Regions from separate parts of the Mus musculus genome. Here regions 1, 2, 4, 5, 6 and 7 are each linked to region 3. A link is a contact called in public HiCAR-type, HiChIP or PLAC-seq, Micro-C and promoter capture Hi-C data. All regions are on one chromosome and are shown on one strand. The core of a region is the stretch at or near the end of the contact, and the rest is flanking DNA. Distances in the headings are between cores, read along the strand shown.

Region 1 (3,392 bases), core at 139-2,638, 710 kb before region 3:
ACTCTTTTTGCCAATGGCTAATGGCTAAATAATACAGGGCATATCTGCCTAATATACTAATAAACAATAATGAATAATACAAGCTGCAACATAAAATTCGCTAGATGCACGCACACAGATCACATGTTTTAAGGTTGTGTTTATATCGAGTATCTGAAATAATTTTGTTGAGACTAAAGATTAGTGATTGCCTACAACTAATAGCAGGAATATTGGGGAGGAGAGAGAAAAAGCAGCTAAATAGAAAAGATTTCTTTTGGAGGTAATCAAATTGCTCCGAAACCAACTTGTAGAGATGATTGTGCAAACCTGTTGAGATGCTCAAAACCAGTAAGCTGTATACTTCCAGAAAATGAATTGTATGTACCTCAGGAAAGCTCTCACAGAGGAGGATGCAAAGGTCCCCTGCCCGGGATTTTCCACAGCAGTTAATAACCAATAGGCATTTCCTAAAGGTAGGAAAGGCATAACCTGTAGCTAGCCTGGGATCCAGGCAGTTAAATCACTAAAATGGCAATATCTGTACTGGATGCTGTGAGAAATTATGGGTGATTGGGTGTGAATGGAAGCAGATATAAAATAATATGAATGCTCTCTCTCTAAACTCAGGGATTTAATGAAAAAAAAATAGAACCATAGTGGAAAAAATGAATAAGGGGAACATGAGAATAAGAGAGCATACAATTCAGAGGTCTAATAAATAACGAATGGGATTCATTTTTAAAAATTCTGGTCTTTGACACGCAAAGGATTATATAGAGACAGAGAAACCTGAGAAACGCGCTATACATATCCAGGAGGCCAAGAATGAACAAATTTTGGTCAGGAGGGCTTGAGACAGAGATAAACCAAGAAAGAGTGATCTTACCTAAGGGGCATAGGCCATGAACTTGATTAGAGTAACATGGCCATCCCTCAGCAGGGCCAAAGGGCCATTCTCCATTTCACAGAGGCCTCTCAGAAATAAAACGTAACTCCACGGGCTGCAAAAGTATTCTCAGTCACATTAAAGCCAAACTGGATCACTACCTCGATCAACTCAATTTGCTCAGTACATTAAAAAGAGCAATAATTGCATTTAAAAGCTGTTTCATGGAGAGCGAAAGATGTTTCTTGAGGTATTAAAAGGTGAAGGAACCCAGTAGTACCCAGGGGTGGAAACTAAGGCAGCAACGAAGTCTCAGGTGTGTTGGGGACGGACATACCTGGAGTCACCGCAGGGGAGAGGCGACGCGAGGGCGTCCTGGGACCACATCTCCCCAGCTGAAGTCGGTTGGGAACTCCTGCCCGAGGATGGATGCGGGCCCCGCCAGCAGCTGACCGGAGGCCTCCAGGACCGCTCCCGTTCCCATGGCTAAGATCAACTGCGCTCGTGCCTCCCAGGGGTCAGTGCGCACGCGCGCTCGGAGGCGGGGCTGTGCGTCTCGTCCCGCCCCCTGCCGCCTGGTTCTGCCGGAGGCGGATTCATGTGTGCGGCACAGCAGCGCAGGGTAGGCGGGGTTTCCTCCGCGCAGGGCCGGGCGGGCTAGTGTTGTGGGAGACGCCCAGACTTCTTCCGCACTGGTGCTCTGGTTCTTGAGCGGCCTAAGCACCACCTCTGAACTCTCACCCGGGCCACGCCCAGACGAAGGAACGTGGTTGCCTTGGTGACGAGTCCATCGTTTGGCAACCTCGAGGCTGGAGAGCTGGATGACTTGACTGTCTCTTGGGGAGCCTAGGCTTTCCAAGATTGGCAGACCCGTGACTCAGAAGTGCAATAAAAGTCCAATCCCCCAGGGTTCGGATACCTCCATTAATGACTACAGAACTAAGGCCATTCAAACAGCCTCAGGGATGGGAATGTTTTTAAATGGTAACATGTGCCTGTTATATTTATATTTTTGCTCTTAGTATTATAGTACTTTGGGCACATTATAAACTATATCCATGTAAAATAATGAACCTGTCTGTGGCAGCGAGCCAGGGCCCAGGGACACAGGTTGTAGATAGTCACCCTAGCAACTGGATTTTTTTTTTTTCAAGAGATCTCCATTCAAGTGAAGTTGGGATTCTTGAATTTGCCACAGGAAAAAAATTCCAGGGCGAGCCTGTATGAAGCAGAGTTGGAGTCTACAAGTGATTTTTTTTTTTTTTTTTTTTTTTTTGGTTTTTCGAGACAGGGTTTCTCTGTGTAGCCCTGGCTATCCTGGAACTCACTCTGTAGACCAGGTTGACCTCGAACTCAGAAATCCGCCTGCCTCTGCCTCCCGCGTGCTGGGATTAAAGGCGTGTGCCACCACGCCGGGCTACAAGTGATTTTAATATAAAATAGAGGGACTGATAGATGTGCTCAATGACAGCGTAAGACACATCAAAGTGTGGGGACTTCCACTTTGCATGTTACGTATACAGTGTTGGTGATGTCTGAGGTTATGTAGGAAGCTCTGCTAAGGAAGTTGAGTGATATCAGAAGGTTCCTGAATTTGGATCGGATTACAACTGATAAAGTAAAAACAGTGTTTTGAAAAATATGTTTATAGTCTTGTTTGGAGAGTCCCAAATACTTTCAGGTTTACAAATACTTAAGAAAGGTGTGAGGTCATAAATACTTAGGCCTTAAGCATGGCTCGCAGGTATTTTTCCATTCTTATTTGAAATGATTCTACATGAAAGGAATACTGCCTTTTTATAGGTAACCTTCACAGAATATTATAACTATGCTGACTCTCTTCACTTGCTGGATTACTTTTTTTTTTTTTCTTCTGAGACAGGGTTTCTCTGTATAGCCTTGGCTGTCCTGGAATTCACTTTGTAGACCAGGCTGGCCTTGAACTCAGAAATCAGCTTGCCTCTGCCTTCTGAGTGCTGGGATTAAAGGCATGTGCCACCATGCCCGGCTTTACTGGACTATCTATCTTACCTTCAACTTTCAAAATAGAATTACAACTTTTTGAGCTTCTCAACACATATAAAAGTTTCTAACCTTAAAATATTGTGTGTTGGTTTGGAGAGATGGCCCAGTGGTTATGAGCAATGACTACTCTTCCAAAGGTCCTGCAGCAACCACATGGTGGCTCACAACAACTGTAATGGGATCTGATGCTCTCTTCTGGTGTGTCTGAAGACAGCTACATTGTGCTCATATAATTAAAATAAATAAGTCTTTAAAAGATATTGTGTGCCACTAGGTATATAGTAGCATTATATCTAAAAACATTATGCATATCTTAATTTCAAAACACTTCCTTGGGGGATCAGGGAGGTGGACCAGCAGAATTCTTGACTCTTAGCGAATAGAACTTCAACCAGACTCTGGAGTGAAAGGTTTTTCTTCCTTGCCATGGCCCCTTATTTCCCCTTTCTAACTATCTCAAACTTAAGTGAGAAATGTGTTTTGACAGTTCTACGGATTC
Region 2 (3,624 bases), core at 547-3,046, 720 kb after region 3:
GGGATGTGCTTTCAAGATAACCGACTCAACATAACTCCCCGGAGCCAGCCCCGCCACTGTGGAGCAACTGTGTTATTCTCCGCCCAAACCTGCTCAGACTGCAGATTCAGGAGCCAAGCACTAAGGAGAGCAAGCTTAACCCAACAGTAAGCAACCTGAGTAGCCACTGTGCTAATTCCACACTGGAAAGGTTCTGTCTCTCTCCAGGCTCTTGTTACATTGGCTGGCTTTGGGAGCCTACTCCCTTCTATTGCTGTCCTCCGCCAGACATGTCTCACACATAATAGGACCTTAAGTAGGCACAAGCTGATCACCTGAAAGATGGGAAGGTGAGAGTTCTCATGCGCTTTTAGGCTCATGTGAGTTAACAAAAGCTGGACCAATAGCCAAGATGACCGAATCCTCTTTAAAAATAACTAATAAGGGAGAGGGCTGAAGAGGGTGGCTTGGTAGTCAGGAACACTGGTTGCTCTTCCTGAGGACCAAGGTTCAATTCCCGGCATCTGTACCGCAGCTCACAACTTTCTTAGCTCCAGTCCCAGGCGATCAGATGCTCTCTTCTGACCCCTAAATGCTACCATTGATAGCCACATATGGCTGGGAAAACATCCATACACACTAGAATAAGAGGCAGTTTTTAAAAGTGACTAATACAGACAGTATTAATTCATCAGGTTAAAAAGCACTTTCCAGCAAACCTGACCCCCTGAGTTAGACACATGGGACCAGCGACAGAAGTGACTGGACCTCACAAGTTGTCCTCTGACCATCACATATGGGCCATCTTCCTCCTCTGTCTAAAAAATAATAATCACCATCAAAACCCAACTAGTCAATCATAATCTATGTTGGCCTGGGGGGCCTAGGCATCCTGTGAGGATATGAGAAGGACCAAGTTTCTCTTCTTTCTTCTAAGTTAAAAAAAAAAAAAAGAGTGCCCGTCCCTACCACATGTAATTTACAGATGCCTTTCTCTCTCTAACAGTGTTCTCTTTGGCCCAGGCTAACCTTGAACTCCCTCCTGTCTCAGCCTCCCAAGCGATGATTCTGCACACTGAGTATCAAGCCCTGTTTATACTTAAAAACAAAACATAAACAATAAGAAAAACTTTTTTTTTAAATGTGTATGGGTGTTTTGCCAGCATGTATGTCTGCAACCATGTGCATCTCTGTCGCTTCCTGGAGGACAGAAGAGGGTGACAGATCCCTTGGGATTGGAGTTACAGATGGTTGTGAGCTACCCTGTGGGTGCTGGCAATCAAACCTGAGTCCTCTGAAAGAGCAGCCAACCCTCTTGGCCGCTGAGCCATCCCACCAGATCTTCATAATGTGTCCTTACCAGACCCACTTTTCCTTTCTTTCCTTCCCCTTTATAATTAGAAGGTTAAAACTTTATAAAGCAGGTGTGCCACACTGGCAGGCCTCTTCTCCCTGGGCTTCTAGAAGGTTCCTTGGCGGGTCTGCTGCACCTCACCTGCCTGGCGGGCGCCTGGGCCTTGGGCTGTCCAGCTCTTCTCTCTGCAAACACAGGCACGAGCTGGCTGGGAAAGCCAGGTAGCATGGACACGGGTGACCGGGGCACCGGTTTGGGAACCAGCCCGGGCTTGGCCGCCCTCCCTCCCGCCGACCGCACTGGCACTCACTGTCCTGCAGGCGGCGGCGGAATGCGGGGTCTCGGTGCCGCCTCCAGTCCAGGTAGACGCAGTAGCTGAGTAGGACGACCGCGCCGCCCGCTGCCAAGCCCGCCAGGAGACCGACGCCAAGACGGACGCTGGGCATTGGGTTGCCCTGCGAGCGTTGGGCACGGGCCAGCCACACGTGAGCAAACCCCGGGTCCCGAACCCAGGACTCGGGAATTCTGAGCCTTCTCCAGCCTGACAAGACCATTTCCTGTGGCCAGGGCATGCAGTGTCCTTGGGTCGCCTGGATTTCCCTTGCACTTCAATTGGCCCCACGTTATCTCAACTTAGCCCTGGTCAGGCTGGCCAGCCTCCTCCTGTAGGTCCCCAGAACACTCACAATCCAAGTTCTCCACCCACCATAACTCAGGAGAGGGAAAGGAATCGGAAGTAATAATATAGAAGAAAAGCAAACAAAATCATTTTGCCGGTGCTTTTCCCTTTATGTTTGTTTTATTCAGCAAACACAACAAAAGAATACACAGATTTTGTCTCAAAGATCATAAAGGCATTACAAAGCTAAACCTTGTTGTTTTCGTCGTTGTTTTTCAGAGACAGGTTTTCTCTGTAGCAGTGGCTGTCCTGGAACTCACTCTGTAAACCAGGCTGGCCTAGCCTCTGCCTCCCTGAGCACTGATGCTGGGATTAAATTCGTTTGTAATTTACATGTATGGCTGTTTGCCTGTAGGTGTATATCCATGTGTGATGGGCATGCTCAATGCCTACAAAAGAAGGTGTCTGGTCCCTGGAACTGGAGTTACTGACAGTTGTGAACAACCATGTGTACACTGGTAAACCCTTGCCCTCTACAAGAGCAACAAATGCTCTAAACCACCAAGCCATCTCTCCTAGGCCTGTTTTAATTCTTTACTTTGTTTGTTTGCTTGCTTGCTTGTTTTTGTTGAGACAGGGTTTCTCTGTGTAGCCCTGGCTGTCCTGGAGCTCACTCTGTAGACCAGGCTGGCCTGGAACTCAGAAATCCACCTGCCTCTGCCTCCCCAAGTGCTGGGATTCAAGGCGTGCGCCACCACCACCCAGTCTGCTTTAATTTTCAACCGTCCATGTAGCTCATGGTGGCCTGAAACTCTCCATCCTCCTGCCTCAGTTCCAAAGTCCTTAAATAGTTTTTGTTGTGCATTATTCAACTGTACTTACTAATTCACTGTTAACTACCATTATTGTCATAGCAAGGCACCCTATCTGCCCTGAATACCAGTGAGATTAAGAAGTCCCTGTCCTTGGTCTTAGACGTAGTGAAAGTTACACACTGCTTTCCTGAATAGTGCATGTTCTTCCTATGATAACTAAAGTCTTCTATTTGCAAAAGTTTATTATAAAAACAAAAACTGGCTGTCATTACAGGACAACGTCATGGTCTGTTGTAGCTGGGACTGTTGTGTGACAACATTTTCCCTGGGGAGACAACACACACATTTCCTCACCTCAGGTAGAAGTCCTACAACTGACCTAAGTACAAACACCACCGAAATCCAACTTGGTGAACCAGTGAGTTTTTATTGGAGTTACAGGAGTCGGGGTTCGGGGCCAAAGGAGCAGGAATGACTCAGAGACATCTGCATCCCCACAGCCCACTCCAGCACGGGTGACAGCCCACAAAGCAGGGGACCTGGAGCATACTGCACAGCCTGCAGGCAGCTCACCAGGGGGGAGTGGCCTTTCCAGGTGACTCAGTTGGTCTGAACTTCCAGGCATGTCTTCTCTGTAGCTCAGCTTCCTTCTATCTGAGGGAGTCCCAGTTTTTGTGTTGCTGACTGTGGCAGGGAGAGGCATAGTGAATCTGGGCTTCCAAACGGAAGGTCCTCATGTTTGCACAGCAAAGTACTTTACCTACTGAGGCACTTCCCCAGTCCCCCTGGGGGGACTGGCTTTTGATTGAGTGATGTAGCCAGCTCCAAATGGTGCTTGTTAAGGCTGGCTGGAACTT
Region 3 (3,275 bases), core at 250-2,749:
GCCCAGGGCAAACATTTGACCACACCCCCCCGACCACACCCTCCCAGCTGCCCGCAGAGCCACAACGAATTGAAACAGCAGTGCGAGCTGTTAAGATTCCAAAGGCAGAAGTCGCCATGGCAACCGGATTCGTCTTGCAGGCAAACTATGCTTCAATTCACTAGGTCCGGCTCAAATCTCAAGAAACTACCAATTCAATGGGGGCAAAACGGTCACGGGCAGCATTTGCTCTGGATGCTCTCCCAACATTGACGGTGGAGGAGAGAGACTGAGAGGAGGAATCTATTTCTGAGCACAGTAAAACATTTTATGGGGAGGGGACAGAACGTCCCAAACCTTGATTGTAAGCAACGTGCAAAGGACCGTAGAAGGGTTTGATGAATGTGAGTAAATGAACGAATGGAGCTGACGCAAAAAGGGAAAAGAAAAGCCAGAAGACTTTCGAGTTGTCCAGCCGGGCCGGGTCCGGTCGGGTCGGGCCCGGCCTCGCCTCGCCCTGCTCTCCTCTCTAGTCAGAAGACAAGCCAATCCCAAACAGCTGGTTTGGGCACCAGTTAGATAAACCCGATTATCCAGCCCTCCTGCCCCCACAGCGAACCTTATCATTAGGTTATCCACCACCCCATCACCACCATGGTTCTAAGGAGAGCGTTTAGCCCACGCCCAGGTGCCCTTTGCAGGGCTCCATTTGGCAGAGCCAAGACTGCGATACGCCCCTCGAAGCAGGACGCGGGGAACCCCATCCAGTCCCCCGGAGACGCAGCCTCCCCGCGCCGCAGCTAGCCGCCGGCTCGCGGCCTCCGCAATGCCAGGTTTCCTTCTTCTCTCTGCACACAGTAAACTCGGAGACTGCCTGGATTAGTCAGCCCCTCCGTTTTGAGTATGACTTGACCCGAAGGTGATAGGAATGGTAGGGGAATCGCGGTCACGGCCATGCCCACGGATCTTACAGAGCCAGCGGCCCAGGAGCGCCGCCCGCTGCCGCAGCTCCCTCAGCCCTGGCCCCGGGGAGCCTGTGGCCGGGAAGAAGAGAGATGTACCCGGCCGGCTCCACGGCCACCGAGCGCCTCGGAAAGAAAGAAGGGAGGGACCCCATCCTCGGGGATGCCTTCCTTCAGGCTCGCCTCGCTCCGAGCCGTGCTGCAGCCATTTTCCAAAGCCTAGATTGGCAGCTCGTAGCTGTCTCGGTCCTGTTCCCACCCAAACCCAACCTGAAGGACGAGTTTAATATTTACCTACTGGCCCCGGAGCTCCGGGAAGCAGCAGGAGGGCGCGCCGCGACAGCGCGAAGAACCAGCACGCCCACCCCGCGCCACGGTGCGGTGCCGCTAATGAATGAGTGCGGCGGGCGAGCCGAGGAGTCCCCTCACCTGAGCAGCCGCTGCATGCTGGAAAGGCCGCTCTGCGCTCCCGGTACAATGGGATCCGGTTAAACAGTTCCCTTCACAGCCGCTCGTAGGTTACCAACTCGCAGGTGACATCACCCTCGTCTCCTCTGATAGGACACAAGGTGGCACCCACTGCGCATGGACGCTTTGACTCGCCTTTAGGATTCTGGATGTTGTAGTCCTAGTCCTACAGACAGAGCCGAAACAGTCTCTCCATCCTCACGCTCAGGAACTACATTTACCGAGGTGCATCTCTGTCCCTCTGTGCCAGCCCCCTCCCCGCCCCCCAGACCCGCCCCCTCCCCGCCCTCCAGTTTAGCAGAACCAGTGGTGGTCAGTCAGAAGCCTAGGGGCATAATGTTTGGGGAAGAGGGCGAGGCACCCAGCGGCCGTGCCCTTTGACTTGACCTCTGATCCTGCCAGCGGGTAGGCTGCAGGACCAAGGGGCGTCCTGAACTCGCGCACACCCGCCAGGCACTTCTGTTCGGTTGGGCTCTCCTGCCCCCATCTGGGAAGGGTCCATAAAAGCCTTTCTCTTCCTTCCCTGCTCAAAACCACTAATTCATAGGACTCCAGGGGTTCTGGGTTGAATACTGAATCAGTATTTCCTCACATCCCCAAGGATCAAACAACGCCAGCCGCGGAAAAAAAGGAATCTCCTTGAACCACACTTTGGGTTAGTTCACCTTCCTCCTCTCTTTCCTTTTTTCCCTTTTAAACCAAGACCGAGTCGAGTGGTCAAGAAGAAAGCTGGGGACAACTTAGTTGGCTAACCTGAGAAAAACCGGCGGCTGTCACTAATGAAAATGCTGTGTAATAGAAGACAGAGACAGTCACCACAATCCTGCGTCTGAAAGCCTGCTGCTGTGGAGATAAAACTATCGAACAGCCATGCTTTTGTTCATCCCTTTAGGGACTTCCCGCTCTGGTGGCTCTCAGCTCCTCCGAAGATAACATGCATATCTCAAAGTTTTAGTTAATTACTCATATATAAAATTTTAAAATCCACAACACTCCCTCCACCCTTGTTCCCCGCACATTTCCTTTCAAAAATATAAAAATTTTAAGACCTTTAAGCAAACAGTACCCTTCAAGGATTGCCCCCGATCTTCAGACACTTTTATGTGTATTCAAGTGTTAGCAAAGGGTGTGAAGTGAAATTCTGACCCTTCTGGAAGATTTTGGTTTTAATACATAAAAGTTTTCGGTTTCATGATCTCATTCAATAACACCAAAGGTGAGAAACTTAAATAGAGGGAACAAATGTCCAAGTGTGTGTGTGTGTGTTTGGGGGTGGGGGGGGCTGTATTCATTCCACTCTCAATGGCACTGCTGTGATCAGCTCACACGCCCTCTTCCACCAGCAAAATTAAGATTTTGCTTCTCAGGAAATGAAGACTGACAATTAAAATTTCCAACTACTCTTCACCTAATTGCTGGTGGAATATCACATCACTACTTATCTTCCCTTTTCTGCTTCAAACACTAAGGCTCAAGTGAAATACGTTCTTGGAACTAGAGGAGCATCTCAGAGGAGAGGGAAAATGATGGGTTTTTTTGTTTGTTTGTTTGTTTGTTTGTTTGATTTTTGGGTTTTTTTTTTTTTTGTGTGTGTGAAAGAGGAGGTTGCTGTTGGATTCTGATCGTCTTTTGACAAGCCTATTCTGTACAGAGCAGAACCGTTTGTCTCCACAGAAGCAGGATATAACTTTGTTGCTCTTCTGATCTATTCTATTTCAAATATCTGAAGTGGAACCTAGACAACACAATTGTTCCTTTGGCCATCAGAACAAGGGTACAAGCGGTGATGCTCCAACTAATGGGTAGGCTTAATGTATTGTTCAATTGGCTGTGGGAAAATATTCAGAAAGAAACCCAACCTCACAT
Region 4 (3,533 bases), core at 1,012-3,511, 860 kb after region 3:
AAAAAAAATCCCTCTGGCTGGAAAGACACTCAGCAGTTAAGAACATTTGCTGCTCTTCCAAAGCACTTGGGTTCAATTCTCAGCACCCACACACATAGTGGTTCACAACCACTTCGATAGCTTCAATTCCAGGGGATCTGACACCCTCTTCTGGCTTTGGATAGACAACAGACACATATGTGGTGCAACATACATACACATAGAAATTTTTTAAAAAATTCACTCTGGCTTTGGGCTAAAACAAATGTAGACAAGTGTGGGTGTGGAGCTCAGATATTCCAAACAATGGTGGCTCTGACCACACAAAAGGAAAGGAAACAAGCTTTTAGGAGCACCATTAAATGTCAGACAGAACCATGGATCTAGGAGTGGAGCTTGTCTGGCAGCACAAACACTGTAGTTTAATCCCTAGGCATAAATGATGCTGTGTAAAAAACACACAGATTTGTTAATGGACAGCTCTTGGTGTAAAATAAAATAAAAAAAAAGACAACTAATGGACTTTCATTTGAACAACCAGAATTGAAATGTTCATTAAGCTGAAGACAACGGAAGATTGTCCATACAGAATTCAAAATTAAATAATAATCCTTTCTTGCTGCATATCTAAGCAATACGGATGGGTCCCAGCACTCATGAGGCTGACACAGAAAGATGCAGAGTTCTAGGCCAGTATGGCTCTATCTCAACCCCACCCCCTACAAACACACACACACACACACACACACTCACTATTTTCTTTAATTGAATATAGGATTTGGGGCTCAGTGCTTGCCTACTAGCTCTTGAGGCCCTCGGCTGGCCTTCCCAACTGCCCAGCAGTAGGGGTTAAAAAAAAGAAAACCAAATGGCCCAAAATGACTGACAAATACTGGTATTTACAATTCTTAGAAGACAGCCAGAAAACAAGCCTTCAACCGTGAAACTTCCTAAAACTCAGGGTTACTTTCATATTAAAATATTCCACATGGATTGACCACTGACAGAGGATAACATTACTACAACTGCAAAGCCAATTTGCTGAGACATATTATTGAGCACTTATCCCAAAAGTATTACATAGTATTAATATCTTGTAACCACTTAATTCTAAGCATAAGAACACAGTATGCGAGTTTAATTCTGAGCAGCAAATCTTATTTTGTTTGTGTGTGTGTGTGTGTGTGTGTGTGTGCGCGCGCGCGTGTTTTGTTTTAAAGACAGGGTCTCTTTACATAGTCCTGGCTGTCCTGGAACTCATTAAGTAGACCAGGCTGGCCTCGAACTCAGAGATCCTCCTACCTCTACCTCCCAAGTGCTAGGATTAAAGGGGTGCACCACACTTGGTGAGCATCAAAATAATGGGGGAAACAAGGATAACCAAGAAACGCATTATTCATTCATTACCTCTACTGCAAATAATCGAGACTGTTAAGTAGTTCTATATGGAGACAAAGGAAAGGTGGGGTAAATCGCTGCACACACTGGGTGTATTTAGCCCCAACAAATTAAAGTCCAGCTCGCAAATCCTCAATACTCCTTACAAATCGGAGGCGCTTAGGCCCATAGATAACCCTTTAAATGCTTACAGACTCGCTTAAAATAGCTTGTTCGCGAAAAGCAGAACGCAAAGGAAAGGCAAGGACTCATGAGATCCAGCCTTTCTTCTAGGTGGTGTCCCGTTTCCAGGGAACGTCCACTAACTAGGTTCCGTCCGGGAAGCCCGGGCAGGCCTGTGAGTCAGCAGCACCGCAGCACACAGCTCCGCAGCACCTGCATGGGCCGGCGGCGGCCGCACGACGCACTCGGCGATCCGGCCGAGGCATTGCGACCAGCAGGGGCTTGCAAGGGGCCGTTCGAGGGTCGAGCCGGGGAGCTCGCACTGCGGCAGGCCCGCGAGTCTCCACTTTCAGTTTCCTTAAGCATGAGACTAAAGTGACTCAGCACCCGGGGCTGTCGCTGCACGGGGGCGGACAGGACCGGCCCGAACCGCCGCGGGAGCCGGGGTCACCGAGACAGAGGCCGCGGGTCCCCAGGACTCGGGCAGCGCCGGGGATCCAGCGGCCCTCCGAGCCGCAGCCGGGCTTCCTCACTGCCTTCAACCCCGAACTGGAAGAGACGGCGCGGAGAGACTCACCCCAGTGCCGATGGAGCTCATGGTGCTGACCCGGCAGGCCGCGGAACGCTTCCAGGCCTCAAGCGCCGCTCCTACGCCGCACACGGCGCAGGCTAGTAACAGGCTCGCCCATTGGCTGCGCTCTCCACCAATAGCCTTTCCTCTTGCGGCTTGTTCCGTGGGCTGGGACGAAAACTGTAGGGGGAAAAAAAAAAAAAAAAAAAAGCAGAGAGCGCGCGTGCGCAGAAACCATAGAGGCGGTTCCCTGGAGAAGTTGCTACTGTGTCAACTGAAACTGGTATTGGAAGAGCTAAGGTCAGAGCCTAGTTCCTAATAGTCCTAAGTAGCTAATAATCCTAAGGAGGACAGGCTTGGGCACCTGTCCTCTGTAGCCCACACAGACAGGAATTCTTAAAAGTCGGGGAAGGAAAAACCCACCTTAGGAAAAGGAACAAAGCCGGGCGTGGTGGCGCATGCCTTTAATCCCAGCACTCGGGAGGCAGAGGCAGGCGGATTTCTGAGTTCGAGGCCAGCCTGGTCTACAAAGTGAGTTCCAGGACAGCCAGGACTACACAGAGAAACCCTGTCTCAAAAACACCAAAAAAAAAAAAAAAAAAAAAAAAAAAAAAGGAAAAGGAACAAAAGGAGGCAATTGACCCCCCCATCCTCCGACCAAGTTCATCATCAGAGTCCGAACATGACGTTTGGTTCAACTGCTGTGCATAACTAAGCAGCCTCGGTCAAGGTGTGATACCTTTTCCATCATGGTTTCAACTTTAGCCTCTCCTGCAAGGTGGTGTGAAATCTATGTGTGAGAGAAAGCTGTCCCTCTGGCTGGAACCAGGCAGGCTTCAGCCTTCTTTCACCCAGCATGTAATTCCTGGAGAAGTTCCAGTTTCTTGGAGTCTTATCAAAAAGAGGAGCACAAGAGCTTCTTTAGAATATCTTCATTCCTACTAGGAAGATTATGAGACTTAGCGTTAGGAAAGGCTAAGGTGGCTTGGGGGACTCCAGTTGCTCGGCTCATTCTAACAACTATCAGGTTATGATCTTAAGTATTAAGTGGAGGGAGGGCAACAGATAAATCAAAGGAGTGGGCATGGAACCTGACCTAGTGGTGGGTGGATTTTAAATCCCAATTGTAAATACAACGTTAGAAATATTTTTATTTAAAAAAATATATCTGAGCCGAGCGTGGTGGCACACGCCTTTAATCCCAGTACTCGGGAGGCAGAGGCAGGCGGATTTCTGAGTTCGAGGTCAATCTGGTCTACAAAGTGAGTTCCAGGACAGCCAGGGCTATACAGAAAAACCCTGTCTCAAAAAAACAAAATAAATAAATATCTGGAGACTTTTATTTTATATAGCTAGAAAATATTTTCCAGCAGGGTGATGCAGAAGGCAGGGACGGGAGGCCAGCTTGCAATATAAGAGCCCT
Region 5 (3,661 bases), core at 953-3,452, 830 kb before region 3:
ACAGGCAGCTGGAATTCAGGGGAGAGGCGAGGTAATTGGAACCCAAGGGCAGTCTGGAAGCAAGATCTTCCTAGCCTTCTGCTGTTTTCTCATAACACTTCAACTGATTGAACTCCCCACATTATGGGGGGTAGGTATGTGCTTTATTGAAAGTCTACTGATATAAATGTTAAATAAATCTTAAAATACCTCACAGTAGCATCTAGACTAACATTTTAACAAAATTTGGATGTCATGGTCTGGCCAAGTCATGTTGCTGAACCATCTCCTCGGACCCCAAAGTGAATCTTTTTTTTTTTTTTTTTTTTTAAGGAGTTAGAGATCACTGTTTTAAAAGTGAATTTTTTAATATGATGATTATGAATCATCCTGGTTAGGAGTGCTTCCTCCAAACCAACATGTGCAGTTATTGTGTTCAACTAAGTGTTCCGTTTGTTAACATAAAACATTCTGAGTTTGAGGCAGGTGATCTCTCTGAGTTTGAAGCCAGGGTGGTCTCTATAGTGAGTCCCAGCACAAGCAGTGCTCCGCGGTGAGAGCCTGAAATGAAACAAAACAAGGCAAAAAAAGTCATGTTAGTAAAGCTTTTTTTGTTTGTGTGCATGAATGTTTTGTCTGAAAGTATGTTTGTGCACCATGTGAGTGCCTGATGCCCTCGGAGGTCAGAGATGGGAAATGGATCCCCTGGGACAAGAGTTACCAACAGATGTGAGCTGCCATGTGGGTGTGGAAATTGAACCCAGGTTCTCTGCAAGAGCAACAAGTGCCTCTAACAGCAGAGCCACCTCTCCAGCTCCAGTACGGAAAAACACTCTAAAGCTCTGCCTTGGCACTTCGACACTCAGCACCCACCCGGGTCTAATCCCTAGGGGTGGACAGGAAGAGATCATAGCTTCCTGCCAGTCTCCCAAGCCCAATGTCCCAGTCTCAGATCCCTCATCCCCACAGCTTGGGGTTGTGACCCATCGGAACACTAGATCCACTGCAGTCCTGTCCTTTTACAGAAGGGGAAACATTTGGGATAAGATTCATCATGAGACTCTGTGTGGTATTTTAAGACATCTTATTACAAAAGTAATGTGCTACAAAATAAAAATAAAATTCACATGGCCCAGGTGATACGTCAATTAGAGCAATTCTTGACCAATATTATTCCAAATGGCAGTCCAAAAGTTTAGCTAACTGACATGCACCTTGAACTATACCACAGCAATTTCTGATTAACACTAGTTCAAATATTTCCTGCATAGATCACTCTAAAGATGCAAAATATAGACCTTTGTAAACCTTTTCTCACTGCAATGAAAAAAGTGACAATTCAGCTGGGCGTGGTGGCGCACACCTTTAATCCCAGCACTTGGGAGGCAGAGGCAGGCGGATTTCTGAGTTTGAGGCCAGCCTGGTCTACAAAGTAGAAACAGAGAAACCCTGTCTCGGAAAAAAAAAAGTGACAATTTATAAAAACAATACTAACAAACACAGAAGAAAGAACAGAGCAATTAGTGTGCACAGAGGCCTTTCCATATTCAAATGCTGTCAAATGATAATGGCATCATTTACAAACGGTGGCAGGAGGACACCAACCTGAGTGTTTTTAGCTCCTGGAACTTAGCAACAGTTGCCTTCTAGCCCAGTTAGTTTTATGTTCTGATTACTCTGGGCCATGATAGCCAACTTTTGGCCAAATATGAGTATCATTTGTAATGTTTTTCTAAATATAAGCGGCCAGTCCACGAGGGCAACCCAGTTCAAGTGCTGAGTTACTTCGGTATGCTTATCTCAGTCCACAAGCTTAAAGTGAAAGGAAAACAGATTAGGAAGAGTGAGTGAGGGTTTGGCTCAGCTTTTGGGAGCTTGCCCAGCGCGAAGAAGGACCTGGGCACAATTCCCAGCGTGGAGCGGGGGATGGGGCCTCGGGGTCGGAGCGGGCAGTGATCAAAGTTTTGTTTTGTTTCTCGCCAAGGCACCACCAAAGCCCTGAAAAGTCGTCCTAAAAACAGCTGTTAAAGACTCCTTCATGCCCTCACAAATCTTGTTGACTGCTCTCCCAACAGCAGTTTCCCAAGATTCCATGCCTTCTATTGCAACACCCCGGCAGTCTTGCACGCAGTAGGGACGCGCAGAGACGCCGTGGTGCAGCCCGGGACACAGATGGAGCCCCACCTTCGGGGACTCGCTAGGCGGAGCCCCGGGTTGTGACCCGCCGCGTAGAGGGCGGGCGCCGACTGTCTTCCGCTTGCGGCAGAGTCGGGTAGGCAAGGGACAGCGATGAGCTGGGAGCTGCTGTTGTGGCTGCTGGCGCTGTGCGCGCTGATCCTGCCCCTTGTGCAGCTCTTGCGCTTTTTGCGGGCGGATGCGGACCTGACCTTGTTGTGGGCTGAATGGCAAGGGCGACGCCCAGGTGAGCATCCTCTACAGCCTGGGCTCTAAGGAAGATCAGGGCCGAGGTCCCTCCCAGCTGTTGCCAAGCTGAGCCTTGACCAAGGGCTGAGGGTCCGGGAGGAAGAGGCAGGGGCTAAACAGGCAGTACCCACTCTGTCGCTTGTCTTAATTCGAAAATGGCCCTGATTTGTTACCCAGACTAGGATAGAAAACGTCAAACCCCAAGAGAGCGCTGCAATTCTCTGATGCCTGCAAGACACAGACTTCTTCCGTAGGATCCCCGGACACTCTCAGGGAAGGCACCATGGAGAGCAGAGTGTGTCCCTTGCTTTCTAAGAGGCCGGAACATTCTTTGATCCTGCACTTTTTACTTTCCCGGAAGCACCCAAAGAAAATTTGGCCTGAATCACTTACTCACCTGCTCACTTGGTTAAAATTTTCGCAATAGAAAGCGCTGAGCTGGCTTTTTGCCAGGAGGGAGATCATTCTGTGTACAGTAAGGCACGTTTCGCCCGCTCCACTTCGATCTGCAGCTTGCGTGGTGTTTAATGTTCACTTAATACATGATTCACATGCTCCGATATATCAGTTCACAGATGCTGCTGGGTGTTATGTCACGTTGGCAGTGTGTTCAGCAGGCCACAGACAGCCTCTGACCTTTGGCGTTAACAATTCTGATGACATGGGCACTCTTCGTATTGTTTTTCAGTTAAAGACATTGACAGAGAAACTCAAAGCCTCCCTAGGTAGGCTTTTCTGATCCTTAAAGGACTAAGTGGGATTCCACTGTTCGTGGTGGAAAATACACAAAGCACCCGAACAAAAATGCTTTGAAGTAGCTGGTGGCTCAGAAGGTACTGCATTCAAAGTCAGCAGGGCAGGAGTAGGTGACAGCTGGATCTTGGATTTTATGTCCCTCCCAGATGTTGGCAGGCATCCTTGCTGTCTTTTCTCTGAAGCTGCATTGCCTTGGCTCAAACAGTTGCAGTACTGACAAATGCAACTGCACAGTGTGCTTGTGGATTCAGCGCTGCAAAACAGGAGAGGGCATGGCTGTGACTCGGAGACTGTCAGTGTTGAGGGCAAGAATCCTAAATACCCCATACATCTTTTAACTGTAACTCTCCACTGAGCACCATTGAGACAGATGGATGTATCTGTAAGCTCACGGTCAATAGCAGCCTGTGGATGTTGTTTGTGTTTGGCCTCATTTATTTAAATGGAAGATTGAGTTAAACTCAGTTTATAAATTATGTGACTGTATAAAAGTTATTAACAC
Region 6 (3,710 bases), core at 678-3,177, 930 kb before region 3:
TTAATATTTGATACCACCAACATAATTACTCCCCAGATGTAAAAGTGTTTAGTATTAATACAAATGTTTGAAGAAACTTGCACATATAGTTCATTATAATTTCAAGGTATTACTGCTGTAAGCTTCTAGGTTAAAAGCAGTCATCCCAACATAGCTGACTGTTCAATCAGGTATATACAAGACAAGTGAGGAGAACTTGGTCTTGCACCATTCAAGAGGCCCCGAGCTAAATCTATCCCCAGCAATGCAAAACAAACAAACACACACACACACAAAAATGCAGCCCAGAACTGTAGCACTGGGAAGATGATCTGCTTTGTGCTTCAAATTATTAAACAGTCAAGCAGACATTAAGGCAATAAAGGCGGTATTGAAGATAAGTATGTGGGTGTGTGCTCACTATCTTTCTGGTCCTTAGTTTCCTCATCTGTAACTACAGAAATAATCTTTGGCAAAGGCCCAGAATACAGAAAAGGTTAAAGGGAGGTGAGAACCAAGCACTATGTAGTGAGCCCTCAGAAACCCTAAAATCCTAAGGCCCAGAAAACAATCATTTAAGTTCTATGATTCTTCAGCAGGCTTCTCCTCCATCCAGTAGTAGTCATGTTTGAAATCTGAAAGCCAGGGTTTAAAAAGATTGTTTTTGTTTTTTTCTCTGAACCGTGGAAAACTACTCATTTTCGTAACGTCAAAATCATTTATTCTTCTCAAACAATGCCAATCTCCTTATACTCTAACCGCGCGGTTAAAAATATACCAGGAGCATTATTCCAACTATCAGGAAACTTGGGGTGGGGGCGGCATCGTAGATTGCTTAGACTCTGACCTTTGTGGATTTCTAAGTATCGTGTAGTGTTTGAGAAAAGAGAAAAACACTTTGGATGATGAAATTTGCAAAAGATCTAAAACTCCAGTTGGCAGAAGGCTCTCCACAGCCAGCTGTCTTTCAAGAAGGGGATCCGAGTGTGTTTACAACCTACAAGCAGAAGGGAGCCAAGCCTAAACTAAACTCTAACATAAAGAACTTTCCTCCAATATATCAGGCCAAAATGATGCAAAACCTGTAGTTTACTTCAATGGGTTTGCTCCAAGCCGGAATAATGAATGAAATGGAGGCATCACTACTGAGTTGGGGGCCTCACTTTCAACCCAGCGGGTGAGTCTCCAAATCCAGTGAACTCACGGGCTGATCTGCTTCAAGGGGAGACCCCGCTGCAGGCTCCCCGAAAGTTCCGCGGCCGCCAGTGTCCGCCCCGCCCGGCCGAGGGTCGCGCCCCCTCCCAGCCGCCGCACACACCCCGCCTCCGCCCCCGCCGCGTGTTAACCCCTCGCCACCCGGCGCGGGCTCGGGGAGGAGGCCGCCCAGGGGGTGGAGTTGTCGCGTCTCCTCCCGGGATCGCCCGGGCAGACGCCCGGCTTGTTTACAGGCCCCAGGCCTGGCCGCCGCCGCACAGGCCCTCCGCCCGCCCGCCCTCGCCCTCTTCCTCGCCCTCGCGCCGCGCTTACCCGGAGCAGCCGCGGGCGGGCGGGTCCCTCGGTCGGCCGGGGCGGCGGTGGCGACGGCGGCCGGGCACGGGGTCCCGCGACGGCGGCCGGGCCCGGGCGGAGGAGGGGAGGAGCCGGGCTGGGTCCGGGCCCCCGGCTCTCGGAGCCCTCGCGGCTCAGATCATCCGGGCGTCGGAGCGGGAGGCAGAGAGCGGGGCCCGCGGGAGGCGGAGGAGGCGCCGAGGACTCATCGCTTTCCGCCCCACCTGCCTGGGCCCCCCTCCCCCCGCCCCAGCCACCCGATCCCGAGCTGCGGACCCGGCCGGCGCGGAGACCACGGCGTTCTAGCTCCTGCGCGCGCTCCCGCCCCTAGCGCCGCCACCGCCGCCGCCTCTAGCGCGGCCCCGCGCACGCGCGCTCTCGACACCGCTGCCCCTCGCCCGGCCCCGCCCCGCCCCGCGCCGCCGTTTCCCCCACCCCCGGCCCTGCAGCTGCGGCGCGGCCCATGGGCTGGAGAGACCCGGATGTGGGAGGGCCGGAACTGCGGCTTGGGCGGGGGAGGGGCGGCGGTGACGTCACTGCCCTGCGCTGCTCCTCAGGTCGCTGCCGCGGGCCGATCCCTAGGGAGCGTGGACGTCCTGGGTGCGAGCCAGGCGCGCGGCCTTCGCGCTAGGGCGCAGAGGGCCTCTCCAAACCCGGCTGTCGTCGTCGTCCGCACCCGACTCTTACACCTGCCTACGGACGCCGGTCTCCAGGTGCAGTCTCGGTTAGCGCCCGGCACAGGGGACTCAGCCTGCCCCTTCGACCCCACGAGGCGCACACGAGTGCCGCGGCCATACCGCAGACGTGCGTGTGCAAACCGTTCACGCCTTGGGACACGTGCCTAGCTAGAGCTTCTCGCGGGTTGTCCCCGAGTCCCTGCAGGGATTCCGAATTGTATTTATGTGCACGTTACGGGGTCACGTGATTCGGGCTCAACGGGCACCTCCAAAGACCTCCAGTGGGGCTAATGGAACCGAGGGTTTTTCAAAATCTAGAGGATAATCAGAAACGTGACAGCTGCTTTCACGGAGAGCTAGAGATGAGCAAAAGGTAACTGCACGTGCAGGCGGCCAAAATCCAGTTTAGCTAGCTCGACCACAGAAAACCCGACCCACGCTGCTTGCCGACGCCGGGATAGAATGACAAACCCTAGGCAGCCAATGAATCAGAGCTGGAAAGCAGTACATCACCAGTATGAGTTCCCATTGGTTGGGTGTGCCTTCCCAGCTTTTCAGTCACCAGCTTAACCCTTACAACCAAATTCGCAGGAATAGAAGTTTAAGAGAGATTCTGATATAATACAAAGAAAAAGCATATATTCCGCTGAAATAGGCTAATGCTTTAAAAAAAAAAATACTAAAACTATTAGCCAAATTGAGTTCAGACCAGTAACAAGATTAATTTCAGTAAGGCCTTCCCCTTTTCTCTGGTGCTTACTGCAGTTTGCCACCCCGCTACTTCGTGTCTCTTATAAACCACTCCATTGTCTTGACTCTTAGATCAAATACAACCTGCTTTTGCCGGCTGTCATCCCGCAAACTATTTCTCTATTTTGGATGTTGTGGTAACCATTTCTGATATTTTCACCACGACTTATGGAAGATGATTCCCTTTTCTTCACTTTTACACCTGACATCAATGGCAGGACCACATGTGAGACTGCCAATTCCCAGCAGACACTATCTTCACTGACCCTCCAAATCACTCAGTATTTTGGGAATACGATGAATTTGTAGCACCTCCAGGTATATAAAGTAAAAATAAAATTCACTATACAGTTCTTAATTCTTTTCTATACAAGTGCAGAAATAAATGAAATTAGGTGCGAAATCTTTTAATGAAATGCTGTTTTATTATTATATACAATATGTTGTTTAGGTTTTGTTAAGTGGGGATGCTGAGGATTAAAACCATGTCAAGTCCTCAACCATTAAGCTCTGTCCTCAGCCCTGGTTAGGGTTTTTGTTATGTGCTTGTTTTGTTTTTGAGACAAGGTCTCTATGTAGTGCTTGCTGGCCTCAAACATACAAGGATCCTCCCAGACTGCCTCTGGATTGCTGATAGTACAAGCATGTGCCACCATACCTGACTCAATTCTTAGTACTACTATTAATACTTAAAACAAGTTACTGCACGATGGGCATACAAAAGTCATGTTGTGACAGCCACCATTTAGTGCTCTG
Region 7 (3,746 bases), core at 776-3,275, 820 kb after region 3:
AAGAGGAATACTTTTTGGTAAGTATCTGACCAGAAACAAACAAGAGCCACAGTATCCTACCGAATTCTGAGGAATGTTATGAAAGCTTTCTTTCCCTTCAAGCAGGCTGCCACTGATGTTTGTAAGATTAGGAAGCTTCAAAAGCTACACATAGAATCCACGTTTTAAGATATATATTATGAAGACTGAACTAATCAATCTAAATATTGTCATCACCTTAGTTTACTTTCTTTCCCCAAAAATATACAGAACTATCTCTCTTACTCAAGCTACATAACATGTCTTTTAGAAAATGGCATTGGTAGTGGAAAGGGGGAAGTATAGGTTTTAAAGAAAGCAAAAGCAAAGCAAAACAAAAAAACCTTGCAAAAACCAAAGCAGGACAAAAGCTTTTCTTCTTGAAAGGTGTTTTTGACACTGAAGTGTTTGAAAATCGAAAGACTGCACCGATCTTCTCAAAGTGCTAACTGCTAGAGAGTGTTGGACCGCCTGCATTTATACACACACACACACACACACATTCGAACACGCACACACACACACACACACCCCTCACCCATTCACATGTCATTTTCCTTAAAGTGCTTCTTAGTAAAGAAATCAATTCTAAGTAACAAAAAGCTGCCATTCCACAACTGCAGCCTCCGGACTGGCAGCGTCCGGGGCACAAGGCTAAGAAGAAGAGTTGGCTCCACTTACCTTCATCTTGACTGGTGACCTGTGGGGTTCCAGCTTCCTCGAGTTCTCTTCCCGGGCGCTAGAGCCAAAGCAGGGAAAAGAGAGGCAGAGGATCAGTCCAAGGCGGGGTGAGACCCGGAAAGAAAGTAAACAAATGCAGGCGGGGAGGGGCCGAGCTCCGCGGCCCCCGGGACAGACCCCCGTCGGGCAGCCAAAGCCTGGCGGGCAGTGAGCCCCACGCGCGCCAAAGGGCAGCGCGTCCCGCCCCTGCCCGGCCGGCCGGCCCACCGCGCCCCCGCCTCGTCGGCCACTCGCAGCCCCCTGCGCCCCGGCCTCCCGGGTCCGCGCCCCGCCGGGCCCCGACTCTAGCGCGCGCCCCGCCTCCGCCGCTCGGCCCCCTTGGCCCGCCCCGGCCCGGCCCGCGGCGGCGGCAACGGAGTGTCACGGCGCCATTGCTCTCCTGCCTCCGCTCTGCACCATGTCAGGAAGGAGAAGCGCTCCTTCACCCGGGGGGCAGGGGCGGCGGCCTGCGGCGGCGGCCGGCGCGGGGGGACCCGGCGGGGGAGGCGCGGGGCGGGGAGGCGGCAGGACAGGGTGTGGGAGGGGAGCGAGCCGCACCGCCGCAGCGGCCGTCTCCTCCCGCGCCCGCCTCAACTTTTTGTACAGCCCGGAGAGGCGCGGGCACCCCGATCTCCGCGGTCCAGCAGCGGGTCCTCGCCAAAGAAGCACAGCAGAGTTGGGGGCCGGTTCTCCCGGCAGCCCGCTCCTCCAAAGCAAACTTAGCGGCGCGGCCAGCCCCACAGCCATTTTCCCGGGGAGGCGGCGGAGGCGGTCGTGCCCGCAGTTGCCGCCGCGACTCCAGGACCCGATCGCTGCCCGGCGCCCCGGGCACAGCCCGCCCTGCATCCCCCTCTCAGCCTGCGGAGCTCCCAACTGCACCGGGACCCCATCGCGGCAGCAGCTGCTCCCGCCGCTTTGCCCATTCAGCGGCCCCCGCTGACTACCTACCTACTGCGGGTGCAGAGCGCTGTCAGCTCTCCAGTCTGCCGCCCCACTGATCGCCGTGGGTCCCCGTCCGGGCAGCACCGCTCCCGGCCGCAGCGGCAGTTCCTGCGCCGGGTTCCCCCACTCGCCCCGATTTACTGCCACAATCCACCAAATAACAAGCTGTTGAGCAGACTCGCTTCTACACGAACTCCTATTGGCTGCTCATGACGCCGAATAGCTTCGGATTGGAGCTCGCTGTCTGCCTTTCTCATTGGATGTAGCTGGGAAACTTCCATGATTGGTGCGGAAAACAGCAGGTAGGATAGCTTCCACTTCTGATTGGCTGTATCCGAACACGCACGTTATTGGAGGATAGAGGATTGAGTAAGAGAGCCCAAAAATTTGATTGGAGGAGCCGACTCCGGATGTGCTTGACTGAACACTGATTGGAGAACAAGGGGTCAGGAAGAGCAGTTCCGCACGAGGATTGGGCGGTGGCGTGTCCCATGGAAACGGAATCCAGAACTGCAGCCAGGGTTTTTCACGGGGGCGGAGCCGGCTCTTCCCCAGGCGCCTGCGCCTAACCGGTTCCCCGGCGCCATTTTGTCCCGGCAGCAGCAGCCCGCAGCTCTATCCCATTTTCTGTGTCTGGAGGGAAGGACGCGGACTCTCTCGGGTAGGTTTATTTCAGTGTGGCACCGGCTTACCCTTCCCTCCAGGACAACGCCTAGCGAAGGGTGGAGGAGTCACGGAGTCGTCCGAGAGGTCTGTCGGAGGCTCCCGGTGTCGGGTGGCCTCGGGGGTGGCGCAGCGCTGGGAGCACCGGAAGCGAGGGCGGCCATGGGAGCCGCTGTCCGCCGGCGGCGGAGCGTGGCTGGGGGGGCGTGGAGGAAGGGGGCGAGGTCGGGGGCGCACGTGTAGGTGAGTAAGCGGCCCTTTGCGCCCCTTCACTCGGGATGGCGGGATTTTACTGACACCCCCCCCCCTTCCTCCCGGCATAGCTCTGTCTCCCTTTGACATTGCATTTCGGAAGCTGGGTTGCGGTCTGCAGACACCAGGGGCCCAAGGTGGCAGCCACCTTGGTAAAAGACGGAGGAGGTGTGGTTTCTAGAAACGTCTTGCGTGGGGAAGAAGAGTTATTTCCTCCAACTGTGAAGCTTGGAGGAAACGTGGAAGCCCCGGCTTTCGGAATGCTGAGGAATGTGCCTGCCAGGACAGACGCTGCTGCCACTATGACCTTAGACAAGCGACTCTTGTCACTGCATGAGGCGAATACTATACTATTTTTTCGAAGAAAGTATTAATGCTTCAGGAAGGAACGACAGTTTCTTAGATGAAAGGGTTTTCTGGACCAGATAGACATGGATTCTGTCGTCAGCACATTGTCTTGTTAAATGACACAAAACTTAACAATTGGGCAACAGCTTATGCCCTAAATTAAAATGTGAAATGTTAACCCCAGTAAATTGCACAGTTGAGTACGTCTGAACTAACGCCATATCAACTAGTTAATATTTGTTGTTTTTGTTTTTTCAAAATTTGTTAAGATTGTGAAGTGTATTTTGGTAGTTTTACTAAGTCATGTCTATCTTTTTAAAATCTGCTTAGTTTTGGTGATGCACAAAACTAGAAAATGGTTGAGTAAACAGTTGAGGATTTTTGTTTGTTTTTCTAGAGTTGTGCTGAAGACAACAGACACCTCCATGACAACCCAAAGTATCACAGAGGTGAGTCCTGTGTCTTTTGAAATCTTGTGACTTGGGACAGGTGTGTGCTGAGATTTTCTGTAGACTAGAGCCAAATACTAGGCTACGTGACTGGTTGTTGAAGATGTTTTGTTAGTTCAAGCTTTCAAATGAGTCGGTTTAATTAGCTTCCTGATGTTATACCCTAGAGAAAGCCACAGATAAAAAGCATCCCTAATATTCAAGCTCACCCATTCTGGGCTCCTCCTTTCTGGACTCTGGTTTTTGGAGACAGGATTTTGGTAGTCCAAGCTCATGACCTTGAACTGCCGTCCCTGCTTCAGCTCCACAGCACACCATGCCCACCCAGCTTTGATTCTTAGACTTTTTAACACT

What was found. Promoter capture Hi-C pulls out the DNA fragments that hold promoters and counts their contacts. A called contact is a pair of places that touch in the nucleus more often than the background predicts. HiCAR-type assays count read pairs that join an accessible place to other places. HiChIP or PLAC-seq counts read pairs in DNA pulled down with a chosen protein or histone mark.
Region 1: a promoter capture Hi-C map of pre-B cells shows a contact between it and region 3, with 2.8 times the contacts expected there. The contact joins the promoter of Pcnx4 here to the promoter of Daam1 in region 3. A contact is called at or near these places in 3 of 39 promoter capture datasets (the 3T3-L1 cell line, neural stem cells and pre-B cells), 7 of 484 Hi-C or Micro-C datasets (CD4 T cells, CD8 T cells, embryonic stem cells and 4 more), 4 of 115 datasets of contacts at active chromatin or transcription factors (embryonic stem cells, microglia, pancreatic cancer cells and 1 more) and 1 of 9 other capture datasets (liver).
Region 2: a promoter capture Hi-C map of embryonic stem cells shows a contact between it and region 3, with 2.2 times the contacts expected there. The contact joins the promoter of Tomm20l here to the promoter of Daam1 in region 3. A contact is called at or near these places in 2 of 39 promoter capture datasets (embryonic stem cells and hippocampal neurons).
Region 4: a HiCAR-type map of astrocytes shows a contact between it and region 3, with 2.3 times the contacts expected there. The contact joins the promoter of Psma3 here to the promoter of Daam1 in region 3. A contact is called at or near these places in 2 of 115 datasets of contacts at active chromatin or transcription factors (astrocytes and bone marrow-derived macrophages).
Region 5: a contact with region 3 is called in an H3K4me3 HiChIP or PLAC-seq map of pro-B cells, with 4 times the contacts expected there. The contact joins the promoter of Dhrs7 here to the promoter of Daam1 in region 3. A contact is called at or near these places in 5 of 39 promoter capture datasets (embryonic stem cells, hippocampal neurons, neutrophils and 2 more), 1 of 484 Hi-C or Micro-C datasets (cardiomyocytes), 4 of 115 datasets of contacts at active chromatin or transcription factors (bone marrow-derived macrophages, large pre-B cells, memory CD8 T cells and 1 more) and 2 of 9 other capture datasets (adipose tissue and liver).
Region 6: an H3K4me3 HiChIP or PLAC-seq map of pro-B cells shows a contact between it and region 3, with 4 times the contacts expected there. The contact joins the promoter of Ppm1a here to the promoter of Daam1 in region 3. A contact is called at or near these places in 6 of 39 promoter capture datasets (cranial neural crest, hematopoietic stem and progenitor cells, hippocampal neurons and 3 more), 4 of 484 Hi-C or Micro-C datasets (B cells, CD8 T cells, Sertoli cells and 1 more), 5 of 115 datasets of contacts at active chromatin or transcription factors (cardiomyocytes, large pre-B cells, microglia and 2 more) and 2 of 9 other capture datasets (adipose tissue and liver).
Region 7: a Micro-C map of embryonic stem cells shows a contact between it and region 3, with 9 times the contacts expected there. The contact joins the promoter of 3110056K07Rik here to the promoter of Daam1 in region 3. A contact is called at or near these places in 1 of 39 promoter capture datasets (liver), 1 of 484 Hi-C or Micro-C datasets (embryonic stem cells) and 1 of 115 datasets of contacts at active chromatin or transcription factors (bone marrow-derived macrophages).

Annotation. Positions count from the first base shown.
Region 1 is chr12:72,534,353-72,537,744 of GRCm38.p6, reverse strand. It overlaps Pcnx4 (pecanex homolog 4), which reads right to left and starts at 1,388. Exons shown (of 11, transcript NM_026327.3): 1 at 1,206-1,388.
Region 2 is chr12:71,109,600-71,113,223 of GRCm38.p6, reverse strand. It overlaps Tomm20l (translocase of outer mitochondrial membrane 20-like), which reads right to left and starts at 1,796. Exons shown (of 5, transcript NM_029227.1): 1 at 1,644-1,796; 2 at 1,475-1,518. The coding sequence starts at 1,779. It overlaps Gm32906 (a long non-coding RNA gene), which reads left to right. Exons shown (of 3, transcript XR_381662.3): 2 at 1-146; 3 at 1,531-2,473.
Region 3 is chr12:71,829,292-71,832,566 of GRCm38.p6, reverse strand. It overlaps Daam1 (dishevelled associated activator of morphogenesis 1), which reads right to left and starts at 1,499. Exons shown (of 26, transcript NM_026102.3): 1 at 1,236-1,499.
Region 4 is chr12:70,973,351-70,976,883 of GRCm38.p6, reverse strand. Psma3 (proteasome subunit alpha 3) reads right to left here and starts at 2,261. Exons shown (of 11, transcript NM_011184.5): 1 at 2,117-2,261. The coding sequence starts at 2,137.
Region 5 is chr12:72,663,369-72,667,029 of GRCm38.p6, reverse strand. Dhrs7 (dehydrogenase/reductase (SDR family) member 7) reads left to right here and starts at 2,202. Exons shown (of 7, transcript NM_025522.5): 1 at 2,202-2,401. The coding sequence starts at 2,269.
Region 6 is chr12:72,759,428-72,763,137 of GRCm38.p6, reverse strand. It overlaps Ppm1a (protein phosphatase 1A, magnesium dependent, alpha isoform), which reads right to left and starts at 1,927. Exons shown (of 6, transcript NM_008910.3): 1 at 1,507-1,927.
Region 7 is chr12:71,014,102-71,017,847 of GRCm38.p6, reverse strand. It overlaps 3110056K07Rik (RIKEN cDNA 3110056K07 gene), which reads left to right and starts at 2,025. Exons shown (of 4, transcript NR_045055.1): 1 at 2,025-2,341; 2 at 3,341-3,392. Arid4a (AT rich interactive domain 4A (RBP1-like)) reads right to left here and starts at 1,881. Exons shown (of 24, transcript NM_001081195.1): 1 at 1,687-1,881; 2 at 700-757. The coding sequence starts at 705.